Linked DNA regions of Hordeum vulgare: regions 1 and 2 are each linked to region 3. A link is a contact called in public Hi-C data. All regions are on one chromosome and are shown on one strand. The core of a region is the stretch at or near the end of the contact, and the rest is flanking DNA. Distances in the headings are between cores, read along the strand shown. Region 1 has its middle 170 kb from the start of LOC123404515. Region 2 holds the start of LOC123404515 (BTB/POZ domain-containing protein At1g67900). Region 3 holds the start of LOC123401483 (SUPPRESSOR OF GAMMA RESPONSE 1-like).

The links. A called contact is a pair of places that touch in the nucleus more often than the background predicts.
Region 1: a Hi-C map of seedling shows a contact between it and region 3, with 3 times the contacts expected there. The contact joins the enhancer-like site here to the promoter of LOC123401483 in region 3. A contact is called at or near these places in 3 of 6 Hi-C or Micro-C datasets (leaf and seedling).
Region 2: a contact with region 3 is called in a Hi-C map of seedling, with 5 times the contacts expected there. The contact joins the promoter of LOC123404515 here to the promoter of LOC123401483 in region 3. A contact is called at or near these places in 4 of 6 Hi-C or Micro-C datasets (leaf and seedling) and 1 of 1 datasets of contacts at active chromatin or transcription factors (embryo).

Annotation. Positions count from the first base shown.
Region 1 is chr6H:328,712,946-328,716,838 of MorexV3_pseudomolecules_assembly, forward strand. No RefSeq gene overlaps it. Among protein-coding and RNA genes, the nearest start is that of LOC123404515, 170 kb to the right of the region's middle. Within about 2 kb of position 1,421, at least 3 of the 3 cell types and tissues checked have open chromatin away from gene starts, as enhancers often do. A contact at or near this core is called in leaf and seedling, where this site is marked.
Region 2 is chr6H:328,879,271-328,883,220 of MorexV3_pseudomolecules_assembly, forward strand. LOC123404515 (BTB/POZ domain-containing protein At1g67900) reads left to right here and starts at 2,109. Exons shown (of 4, transcript XM_045098445.1): 1 at 2,109-2,389; 2 at 2,475-2,544; 3 at 2,772-3,950. The coding sequence starts at 2,328.
Region 3 is chr6H:329,504,786-329,508,552 of MorexV3_pseudomolecules_assembly, forward strand. It overlaps LOC123401483 (SUPPRESSOR OF GAMMA RESPONSE 1-like), which reads right to left and starts at 1,561. Exons shown (of 6, transcript XM_045095307.1): 1 at 1,155-1,561. The coding sequence starts at 1,162.

The sequences.
Region 1 (3,893 bases), core at 171-2,670, 790 kb before region 3:
CATGAACTTTTTGAAACTTCTGGTTTTCCATTTTTTAAAGGTTCACAATCAATGGGTAAAACGGTCTATGGTCAAAGTCAAAGGGGGAACCGAGCCAAGAGACAACCTTCGAGCAATCATAGAAATCCAAGTATATTAGCTCGTTATTGTTGGCCTGGCCAAAAGATGAACTGGTGCATAAGGTGTTATGTATGACCCCTCCACGCAACCTATATGAGGTTGGGAGCTCCTAAGCGTCGGTTATGGCAGGCGCTCGTTGTTGGGATGATTTTGCCTCGGCACATACTCGTTTGTTAACTCTAAAACAAGATTATTTCGTTCACTGCGAGAGAACCGGGACTCAAACTCGTCTCGCATGAACAATAGCAAGACGCACTAACCACTAGAGCGAGCACCCGTTGACGACCTTTACTTGGAAAGAATACTACTTGACCCTCATGGTACAACTTTAAGATACAGTATTATATATCTTATATCAATTATATAAAAAGAAACATAAACTTTGGAAAGAAATTTAATAAAATTTTTAAAACCACAAATTTAAATTTTTTGTAAAAGTTACATAAAATTTTAAAAAGTTCATTATTTTGAGAAAGCTCCACGAAATTAATTTTCTTTCATGAAATTTTGAAATAAGTTCACGAATTTGAAAAAAAATCATGAATAGGAAAAACATTCGTCCAATTGTAAAAAGGTTCACCGAATTTTAAACAATGTTCATCAAATTTGAAAATAGTTCAACACATTTGAAAAAAGTTCACCAAATTTTAAAAAAAGTTCATCATATTTGAAAAATAGTTCAACGCAATTGAAAAAAAAGTTCGCCGAATTTTAGAAAGAGTTCATCAAATTTGAAAAAAAGTTCATCATATTTGAAAAAGTTCATCAATTTAATTAAAAACATAAAAAAAATCAACTAGTTTTATAAAATATTCAACGAATTTGGAAAAAAAAATCATCGGATTACTAAATAGTTCAGCAAATTTTGAAAAAGTTCAACGAATTATAATTTTTTTTCATCAAATTAAAAAATATATCCAAATTGAAAAAAGTTCATTGATTTTGCGAAAAAGGTTCATTAATTTGCTAATCAAAAACCCAAAAATGGAAAATACGGAGTATTGTTTTGAAAAAAAACGAGTTGGAAAAAAGAACAAAAGAAAGAAAAAATAAATAATCCATCCCGGAGTGACTACGAACCAGGAAAAAATGGTTTGGGAAGATTCAGACGACAAGGGAGAACAAATAAGAGAAAATAAATTAAGAATCGCTGGTTGGTCGATGGCGTAGTGGTTGCGTTCGTTGTAGATGAAGCAATTGATCTCGAGTTCGACTCGTGCAGCACACTCCTATTTTGATCATGTTTACAGAATAAACATATGTTGCATGGGCCAGGCCAGATCGCTAATTGAGGAGTTGCTCTACATGCGCCCGTTTGCTAACTGGCGCATAAGCGCCAAATATGATTTTCCTCTGAGGTTCCCAAGGCATCACCAAGGATGAAAGCATCACTCGCGCGAAGAGTTTCCCTTTTCATGCTGCTTCTGGGCCAACCGGTTTTTTGATTTTCTTTTGCTCATTAGCATCTCGTCGCTCAATCGTCTTTCTGATATTTGGTTCTGCTTTCGTTTCCTTCTACTTTTCCTTTCGCTTTTCTTAGTTTCGCAACATATTTTTATTTTTGCTAGTTTTATTGATTTTTTATTTTCTTTCTCTTTCTTCCTTTTTCTTTTCTTCCTTCCTCTGTTTTTGTTGTTTTATTCTTTTCTTTTCAATTTTATTCTTCGTTCCTTTCTTAGTTTTCATCACTTTTCTTCAATTTTGCTATGGTTCTTTTGCTTTCTTTGTTTTATTTCTTTGTTTTACACCGCTTTTTTCTTTTTCCTTTTTTCGTCAACACATGCAAATATTTTTTATACACATTTGAACTTGTGACATATACGTGAGGAAATATTTTATATACATGTTTAACATTTTCTAAAAGTTTCTGCTGGATGATTACTTTTTTAGTACAAATTATAGATTACAGGTATATATTAGGAACATTTGTGTAATAATGTTTAACATATTTTAAATATCTGAATAACTTTTAATTATACGCGATCTATACTTTTAGATTTCTATTTTCATATTAAAAAATTGTAATACACATTCTAATTTTTTTATACATTAATAACATTTTTTGTACACTTTCAACATTTTCTAAATAGATAATTAAAATCAGTTCAAGTATTTTTATTTGATGACCTTTTTTTGTACACACCCTACATTATGGGTGTTCATCTAGAACATTTTTATACATGTTTAACATTTTCTAAGTGTTTGATCACCATTTTATGGTACACGGTCAACAATTTTAAAAATTTACATTTTTATGTTTAAAATATTTAATACACGTATATATATACTCGTCAACCTAGGTGAAGAATAGTTATTCTTCACCCCCCCCTATTTTACCATCAATGCACCATATTTTTACGTTTCATAATTTTTCCTTACTTCTTACCAGAAAAGAGAACGTAAGAAAATATTGAATCACCATAAAAATTATTTTACGCTATGTTTGACAACAAATCATGCGAGTACATTTTTGTTTGCATGCAGTCATTCCCTGGTCACCGAAGAGACCATCGAGGCACCATGTTTCAAACTCGAGACCTGTAGCCAACATGAAAGCGTGAGCGACCAACAAGATACATTACCAGATATGACAAATTCAAGTATGATATTTTTCTTATGTAAAAACAGAGTGGTTTCCCTATTTTGATTTAAGTTTTGCGTGTCAGCTTCTTTTTCTTTCATATTTCTTTTTCACCATATTTTCATTTTTAAAAATTGGTGATTTTTAAAGTATCTTAAACTTTTCTTAAATTCATTTTTTCCTTTTTGATATTTATTATTCTTTTGAAACTTATTCAATAAATTGAAAAATAGTTTAGAATACCAAAATTATGGTTTAAGTAATAGTTTATCAATTTTTAAAATAACACATCATCAATTTTATAAAAAGTTCATTAGCTTTAAAGAAAAGTTCGTCTATTTGAGAAATAGTTTACGAATTTAGAAAAAAAAACTTCGTAAATTTGTGAAAAAATCACCTATTTTGAAGAAAAAAATGATGAACTTGAAAAAAGTATCATCATTTGGAAAAACAAATGGTGCGAGGTTTAAAAAGCTAACACATTTAGAAAGGAAAAGGAAACCAAAAAAAGAAAAGGAAAAAGAAAGAGAAAAAGAAAACAAAACAAAGAATACTACATTTCTATAGTTGTTTATTAGAATTAAAAAACATTTGGAGCATGCGAAGTGTTGTTGCCTAGTTTGTTAGTGCGGCTGTGCTTATACCAAAAGGTACATGATTCGAATCTTGCTTCACACATTCTTTATTTGGCGGTTTAAAAAATAGAGAAAACATGAACAGGTGTGTCCAACAAAGAAGGGTGTGTGCGTATGAAAAAATATTGCGTATACGTAAATATGACCATTGTGCCCTTTATTATGAAGAGGTATCGATTAATCTGTACCGTCTTTATGTTTAGGATGGTGTACTGAAGCATAAGTGTTATCAAGATGGTGCCTATAATGTGCTGGTCCTCATATCCATTCTCTCTCTCTTTGTTCCAGCCAAGAAATCTCCAACGTCTCTCGGGATGTTGGATCCGTTCAGTTCGATCAGATCAGACGGGATGCTAGGGTGTTGGAGCTGGCTTTCTTACCGATGTGGCGATGCTCCTCGCCTCAACCATGGAGTGGACACGACGCAGGGCAGCAGGGCGCTGCCCATATGCTCGAGGGCTTGTTCGGTTAATCCCCACCACAAGGAGATTGGAGGGGTTTGAGGTGGATTTTGACTTGCCGGGGATTTAATCCCTTCCAATCCCCTTCAAAACCCA
Region 2 (3,950 bases), core at 859-3,358, 620 kb before region 3:
TTTGATAGTCAAATCAAGGTGTTTTGCTTTTTTGGAAGTAAATGTTAAAAAAGTGGCGTCCTTCGATTATTACTGGGGTTTAGGTTTTTAATTAATGGAAGGAAAAAATGAGTGGGAGGGGGTAGTGGGAGGTGAGGCGGAAAAATACCAGGGTGGGAGGGGGTGATGGGAGATGAGGCGAAAAAACCTGAGTGGGAGGGGTGGTGACAGATGAGACAAAAAAACCGAGTGGGATGAGGTGGTGGGAGGTGAATCAAAAAAACCATGGATACCGGCCTATCAACTAAGACTTTAGGAGTAGAGATGTCTTTTTTTGGTAGCCAAATCAGCGCGTCTCAATTTTGTGGTAAATATCCTTGTTTTTAAAAGCCAAATCTAGATGATTTTTATTTTGATAGCCAAATCAAGGTGTTTTTTATTTTGTAAATAAATATTTGAAAGTAGCATTCTACGTTTTTTTACTAAGGTTTACTTTTTTAATTAATGAAAGGAAAAAAATCCTGCAAGATCCTGCCCATGTCCACCTCCAATCCGATCCTCATCCTTATTTTATCCAAATAATAGCGTCCACTCATATGATATGTTTGCACTTTGTTCATACACGATGGTTTTACGAATTTTGTGTATCATGTAGGCATTTTTATATGTGGGCGTTAGAGAGTTCGATCATTCGACATGTACACATGATTTTTGCTCATACAGTTAACATATCTAGTCCACGTGCGTGTGGGTAACTATTTTTCGTCCACGCGATGCTAGTACGTTGTTAGATGGCAACTACTATTACATGTATATGACAACCAGATAAATACACATGACAACTATGATTTGTTGTTAATGACAACTATAGTTGCGCATACATGGCAACTATGATTAACTACACATGACAACTCTGAATGGATCATACATGACAACAAGTTAATCACATATGTCAACTATTATTTGACCACGTATAGCAAGTAGTTACTACACATGACAACTATGAATTAATTACGTGCGGCGACAACCGTTAAGTAGACGTGACACCTATAGTTTTCCAAAATAGAGAAGTTGCCATGTTTTTACAACTATATTTTTCATCTCGGTTAACTAAAGTTGACATTCCTTGGATAACTAAAGTGTCATTCTGACGGTAACTAATGTAGCTGCGTCAGGACGTATGGAAGATTTGTTTCATGCTACACGCACAAAATGGGAATGAGTAGTAGTTGTTAGACGTCGTGACACTAAGTATTAATTCCTACACACGTGGACATTTATAATATTTGTTCATATACGACCAGCTTCCTCCTGATTATGTCGCATAAAACATATAGACGCATGTCTAATATGTCACACGCGTCATTTTGTTTTTACAAAAGGATGTTAAACCCTCAGCCTCTGCATCAATCGATGCATACATCCTATTTTTATTAATTATTCTATAAAGGTTTAACAAAAACATACATCAAGCCACCCGAAGCCACCATTCACACCTACAACCTTGATAATGTGGAGTGCTCTTACTTCTCATATCTAAAACTGGTGTCGTTGTCGATGGTATAATGTATCGATCTAACAACTGATGCTGCAAAATCTAAAGCGTACATCATATGCACACGTTTTAGAAGCCTCCATCATCATCGAGCCGCTGTCCCATCTTCACGAGAGAGATTCGCATCATCCTTGCCATTCCGGCCATTCGTCGACGTTACCACGACGCCTAACGGCGTCGCCGTCCTGCGCTCGCTCACCCCGACGCAGAGACTCTAAAAGATCTGTCGTGCGTAGCACCTGCCGAACAGGCATGACACAACGTAGCACCCGTCGACCAGGCATGACTTGACATCTCCATCAAAGCTGAGTTTAAGACGAAGCCGTTCCACCTCCTGCCTCTGTCTTATAGCGTTGCTTCACAAATGATGCTTTTAAAAGAGAAAGGACACCTTTATGTCGTCACGTGTGATAAGTATGGGCACACCAATTTTAAGAGGGTCGCATACCAGCATCATCATGAAATAGAATGGCAAACCAAACAGTATGTGTGCGCATAGTTGGACTGCATATTCCTGTCCCCTCCCTCTGATAAAATCAAATCAAATAAAATCCGACGACACCTCGAATTAGGGGGATACTGAATCTGAGGAAGGTTTCTCTCTCTTCCCTCCAACCACTTACTTGGGCATGATATAAGTAGAGCCACCATGTCTCCAGGCCACGGCTCACACAAAGTTAGCACTCATCCTCACTCGCCTGCTGGTGGTTATAACCAACCAACCAACCAACCAATCTCCTCCTCTCACTCGAAGTTTCACAACCCCCCTACCTCTGTTTAGTACTCGGCCACCATGAAGTTTATGAAACTTGGCAATAGGCCCGACACCTTCTTCTCCCCCTCCGACTCCGAGAGGTGCCGATCCTGATTTCCTGCGATCTCTGTCAGTTGGTTTCTTGTCCGAGTTTTGTGCCTAATTCCGCGCTTCTTTCTGCTCCAGGTCCGTGTATACGGAGGTGGCCACTGACCTGCAGATCCTGGTGGGCAAATGCCTCTATCATCTCCACAAGGTAATGGACCATCCAATCCAAGAACCAGATTCTTTCATCTCTTTCTGTCTCTATGTGATTCGGCAAGAAATGAATGTTTTTCTGCGCATGTTACGATCGCGGGCAAGCTCTGATTGTTTCTCTAATCTTAGCTTGCATTGTCATGCAAGAATTGTTTTCGTGGAATGAATTTCTTATCAATTGGATCCTATTCCTGACAAGATCGCTTGTTTATTCGATCCGCACAGTTTCCCCTGCTCTCGAAATGCCTGCTTCTGCAAGCGCTCTGTGCCGAGTCCGGCTGCGGCGGCGACGGCGACCTCATCGAGCTCGCGGGCTTCCCGGGCGGCGCCGAGGCGTTCGAGGTCTGCGCCAAGTTCTGCTACGGCATCACAATCACCGTCAGCGCACGCAACCTCGTCCCGCTCCGCTGCGCGGCCACTCACCTCGGCATGTCCGAGGCCGCCGACCGCGGCAACCTCGTGGCAAAGCTCGACTCCTTCCTCGCCTCTTGCCTTCTCCGCCGCTGGAAGGACGCGCTCGCCGTGCTCCACTCAACACGCCACAACGTGCCGCTATGCGAGGAGCTCGGCCTCACCTCCCGCTGCGTGAACGCCGTCGCCGACCTCATCGCGAACCCTGCCGCCGCCGTTATCCCCGCCAAGTCCACGTCCGCGTCGCCCTGGTGGGCGCACGACATCGCAGAGCTCGGCGTTGACATGTTCTGGCGTATCATGGTGGCCGTGAAATCGACGGGCGCCGTCAACGAGAAGACCATCGGCGACGCGCTCAAGACGTACGCGCGCCGGTGGCTGCCCAACGTTGCCAAGGACGGGCTCGCCGCGGAGCAACCGTTCGACGACGCCGCCGGCGCCAGCGTGAAGCAGATCAGCACGAGGCATCGCCTCCTCCTGGAGAAGATCGTGAGCCTTCTCCCGGTGGACAAGGACGCCGTCTCCTGCGCGTTCCTCCTCAAGCTCCTCAAGGCGGCCAACATCCTGAGCGCGTCCGCCGCGTCCAAGGCAGAGCTGGTGAGGCGGGTGGCATGGCAGCTCGAGGAGGCGAGCGTTAGCGACCTTCTCATCCCGTCAGTGTCCTGCATGAGTGACATGCTGTACGACGTGGACGCCGTGGCGGCCATCCTCCACGAGTTCACACTGCGGCACGCGGCGGCCACCGCGCCGGCGAGGAGCCCCGACGACAACAGCCCGGCACGGTCGGACGGGCACCGGCGGTCGCGGTCCGACGAGAGCGTGGGTTTCGACGGCGCGCGTCGGTCGTCGTCGGCCGCGCCGGTGTCGCAGTACGCGTTGGCGAGGGTGGGCAGGCTAGCGGACGCGTTCCTGATGGAGGTGGCCAAGGATCCCCACCTGCCCGTGGAGAAGCTGCTCGCAATTGCTGAGGCCGTGCCTGACAGTGCTCGGCCG
Region 3 (3,767 bases), core at 311-2,810:
AAGATATAATATGCCAAGAAGAAACAACATGGAATTAGTGTCAGTCGTAAGCTATGTATAAAAACTTAAAAGGACTAGGGTATCTCGATAATTTGATTGACGACTGTCTACGCTATTCTTAGAAAGCAAGACATGGACAGGACACTATTGACTGAAAAATGCTACATAACAGAGTGATGAGACAAACATGCTTATGTGCTGCAACGGAGTAAACCTGATCATGCGTTGGATATCTATATTGACCAATTAAGCTAGGACATAAGTAAGCTTAGACATATTAAGAAAGAAAGCACTTTCAATGTCATAACATTGCTCTATCAATGACTCAGTGTACCTGGGCAGGCTTTGCAAATGCACTAATCTGAACAGGATAATGTTATTTATAAAGGTCGATACATAAGACAGTGGTGCTACATGGTAACAATGAGACAGTAGCTGCAGAACTTGAAGAGATAATACATCAATCAGGAACAATATGGAACTATCGACAATCAGTAATACACATTGGATATTTCAATTGACGTCCTGTTTATGCTGTTCATAGAAGGCAAAACATTGACAGGACAGTGTTGACTGAACAATGCTACATAACAGAGCGATGAGACAAACAAGCTATGTGGTGCAACGGAGTACCTAATCATGTGTTGGGTATCTGTATCGACCAATTAAGCTATCTATAACATAACTAAGCTTAGCCATATTAAGAAAGCAAGCATTTTCAATGTGATCACATTGCTCTATCAATGACACAATGTACCAGGGCAGGCTTTGAAAATGTACTAGAAGAAACCACTACAGGAACTGCTTGCACTATTGTCGACAGACCCTGGAACCCTATAGTGCTGGCACACAGCAGGCGGATTGGACCCTACGGTCAAAATCTATGAATGGTTGCATAGGCATTCTCGATATGGGACGGAGAGAGTAGCTGCGTCGCTAGAGGAAAGTTGGTTGCCGGAGCAATCGACGGACAGTTTAGTTCCTCCGTGCTATGGTAAAGGGGGCAACAACTGAGGCAAGAAAACATACTAGTCCTGAAAGTCTGAAACTAGAGTGCTGAAATGTGGGTATCCGGAACAATCGAACAAGCCCTAAGCAACAGTGACAGAGTAAAAATGACTGAAGAAAGGGGGTAGGGGGAGGGAGGGGGCGACCTTGCCATCGCGGCGGCGCGTACGGATGACCGATCGGAGCAGCGCGCACGTGACGATCGGCCAGCCCGACGAACCAGGACACGGGAAACCCTAATCGGCCGGCGGCGCGGCGGGCGCGTGCCTGCTCCCCCGCGCTCGCTCTGCTCGGTCCAGCCGTGCCAAGTGGCCTCTGCTCCCCCGCCTCCTTCCTCGCTGGTAATGGCGGCAGGGCAGGGCAGGGCGCCGTCGGAGGAAGGGTCGCGGTAGGAGAGGAGAGGAGAGGAGAGGAGCGGCGAGCGAGGTCGGAAGGAACGGGGACCTGTGTCCGACGCCTCCGCTCCGCGGTTTCCTCTCGCTTTTTCGCCTCGGGAAACCCCAAAAACCCCTGCCCCCGCTGCGCTGCGTTGCCACGGGCAGTGGCCGTTGTGGTTTCCTTCCTTGGCAAGCCGAACGCGGTCCCCACAACACATTAATGCTCGCCTGCTGGACTGGACCGCCCGTCTGGGCACCAACGTAGCCCAGCCCACACCAGTTTTCTGTTTGACCGCAGCCCACACCAGTTAAGCTAATTACGAGAACAACTAGTTTACGAGGGAAAGCAACTAAGGGAGCGCTCTTTTCGGAGCCTCCCCGCGATAGCTTCCGCGCGCCGCCACGTTTTGCGTTCTGAGAGTTTTTATTGGATTTTATTTTTTTCGCACGCGTTTTGGCTATTTTTATTTTTTTATTTATTTTTTGGTGTTACGTTTTTTTACTGGGCTATCGTAACTTTTTGACGGAAATTTTTTTAAATTTTTTTTAAAAAATGCAATTTTTACGTGAAAAAACAAGTTTTCTGTTTTTTAGAGGAACGGTTTTGTTTTCACGAGAGGCACAGTTTTGCCTTCACGAGAGGCACGGCCGTGCCTCTCGAAAAGAAAAAAGAAGTTGTTTTCTATTTTTTTTGCGAGAGACACGGTTTTGCTTTTGTTAAAGGCACGGTTTTACCTTTGCGAGAGACACGACCGTGCCTCTTTTTTTCGCGAGAGGCACGGTTTTATTTTCGTAAAAGACACGGTTTTGCCTTCGCGAGAGGTACGCCCGTGCCTCTTCTTAAAGGAAAAAAACATTTTTCTGTTTTTTTTGCGAGAGGTACGGTTTTGCTTCCGCGAAAGGCACGGTTTTGCCTTTGCGAGAGGGTATCTCTCCTAAAAAGGGGAAAACGCGTTTTCTGCTCTCTTTTTTTTCACGAGAGGCACGGTTTTGCCTTCGCAAGAGGCACGACCCATACCTCCCGGAAAGGGAAAAAACGCGTTTTCAGTTTTTATTTTCTATCGCGTGAGGCACGATTTTTCATCCGGGTTTTTTTCGTGAAAAAAAAAGTTCGTTAAAATCTATCAACACGGGATCTAGTTTTGAAGATCTCGATGCGAGAAAGTCAATGGTGAAAACAGTTCAAGATTTGGACGCATGGTTTAGGAGATAAAAACGTTTTGAAAATACGGATCTACGAAAAAAGAGAAAACTCCTATGTGTAGTCGCTAATTAGTGATTTACGAAAAAAGTAAATGGCACGCATGCAGTACGCCATTTGTCGCAACCTGTGAAGATGAGAATAATCGTTGGAAGGTGTAGTCGCTAATTAGTGATTTCGTTGACGAGGGCATTTCCTATTTGCCGCCATAGGGATCAGTTAACGTGCATTTTATTAACTCACGGCGTGTGGAGTTCGAACTGGAACAACCCATCTAAACTCTTGTAACACTTTTTTTGCAAAATTCTATGAACTTATTTGATTATTGATGAACTTTTTAAATCTCAATGAATACTTTTCAGATTCATGAGCTTTTTTGAAGATCGGTGAAGTTTTTTGAAATTTGATGAACACCATTTTAAAAATTGATGAACTTTTTAACAATTTATGAACTTTTTTTCAGTTCAATGAACTTTTCATAAAAATAGATGAACTTCTTTTCACTTTTTATGAACTTTTTTATAATATATTGAACTTTATAGAAGTTTAATGAACTTTTTTATTTTCAATGAACTTTTTTTAAAACTGAAGATATTTTTTAAATTAGTGACACTTTTTTTAAAGATATGAACTTTTTTCAAATGAATGAATCTTTTTTCTTTAAATCTGTAAACCTTTTTTATTTAACATTTTTTCATAACAAGAAAATCAAAAAGAAAAAAATTGAACAACACTCTAGCGGCCGGCCCATGCTAGCGGCGCTGCAGGCGTCGGATCGTTAACGGGCGCGTGCAGCACTGCATAGGAGCTCCCGTTGGCGAGCGCTTCTTCGGAACCCTCCGAATAATCACCATCACGTATTATTGTTTGACGCATTTTCAGCCAACGGCACGAAGCGTTTTTCTTTTTTATTATTTTTTCTTTTCTACGTGTTTTCGGTTTTTTAGGTGGGTTTTTTCAAAAAATTGGTGTTCTCATTTATCACTCGTCTTTCTTACCTTTTGGACAAAAAAATTAAAATATTTTTTTTTTGCACGAAAAATCTGTTTTGTTTCTTTCAGAAAACACATTTTTCTTGCACGAGAGACACGCTCGTGCCTCTCAAAAACGAAAAAAAACATGTTTTGTGTTTTTTTGCAAGAGTCATATTTTTTCTTTCGCGAGAAGCACGACCATGCCTC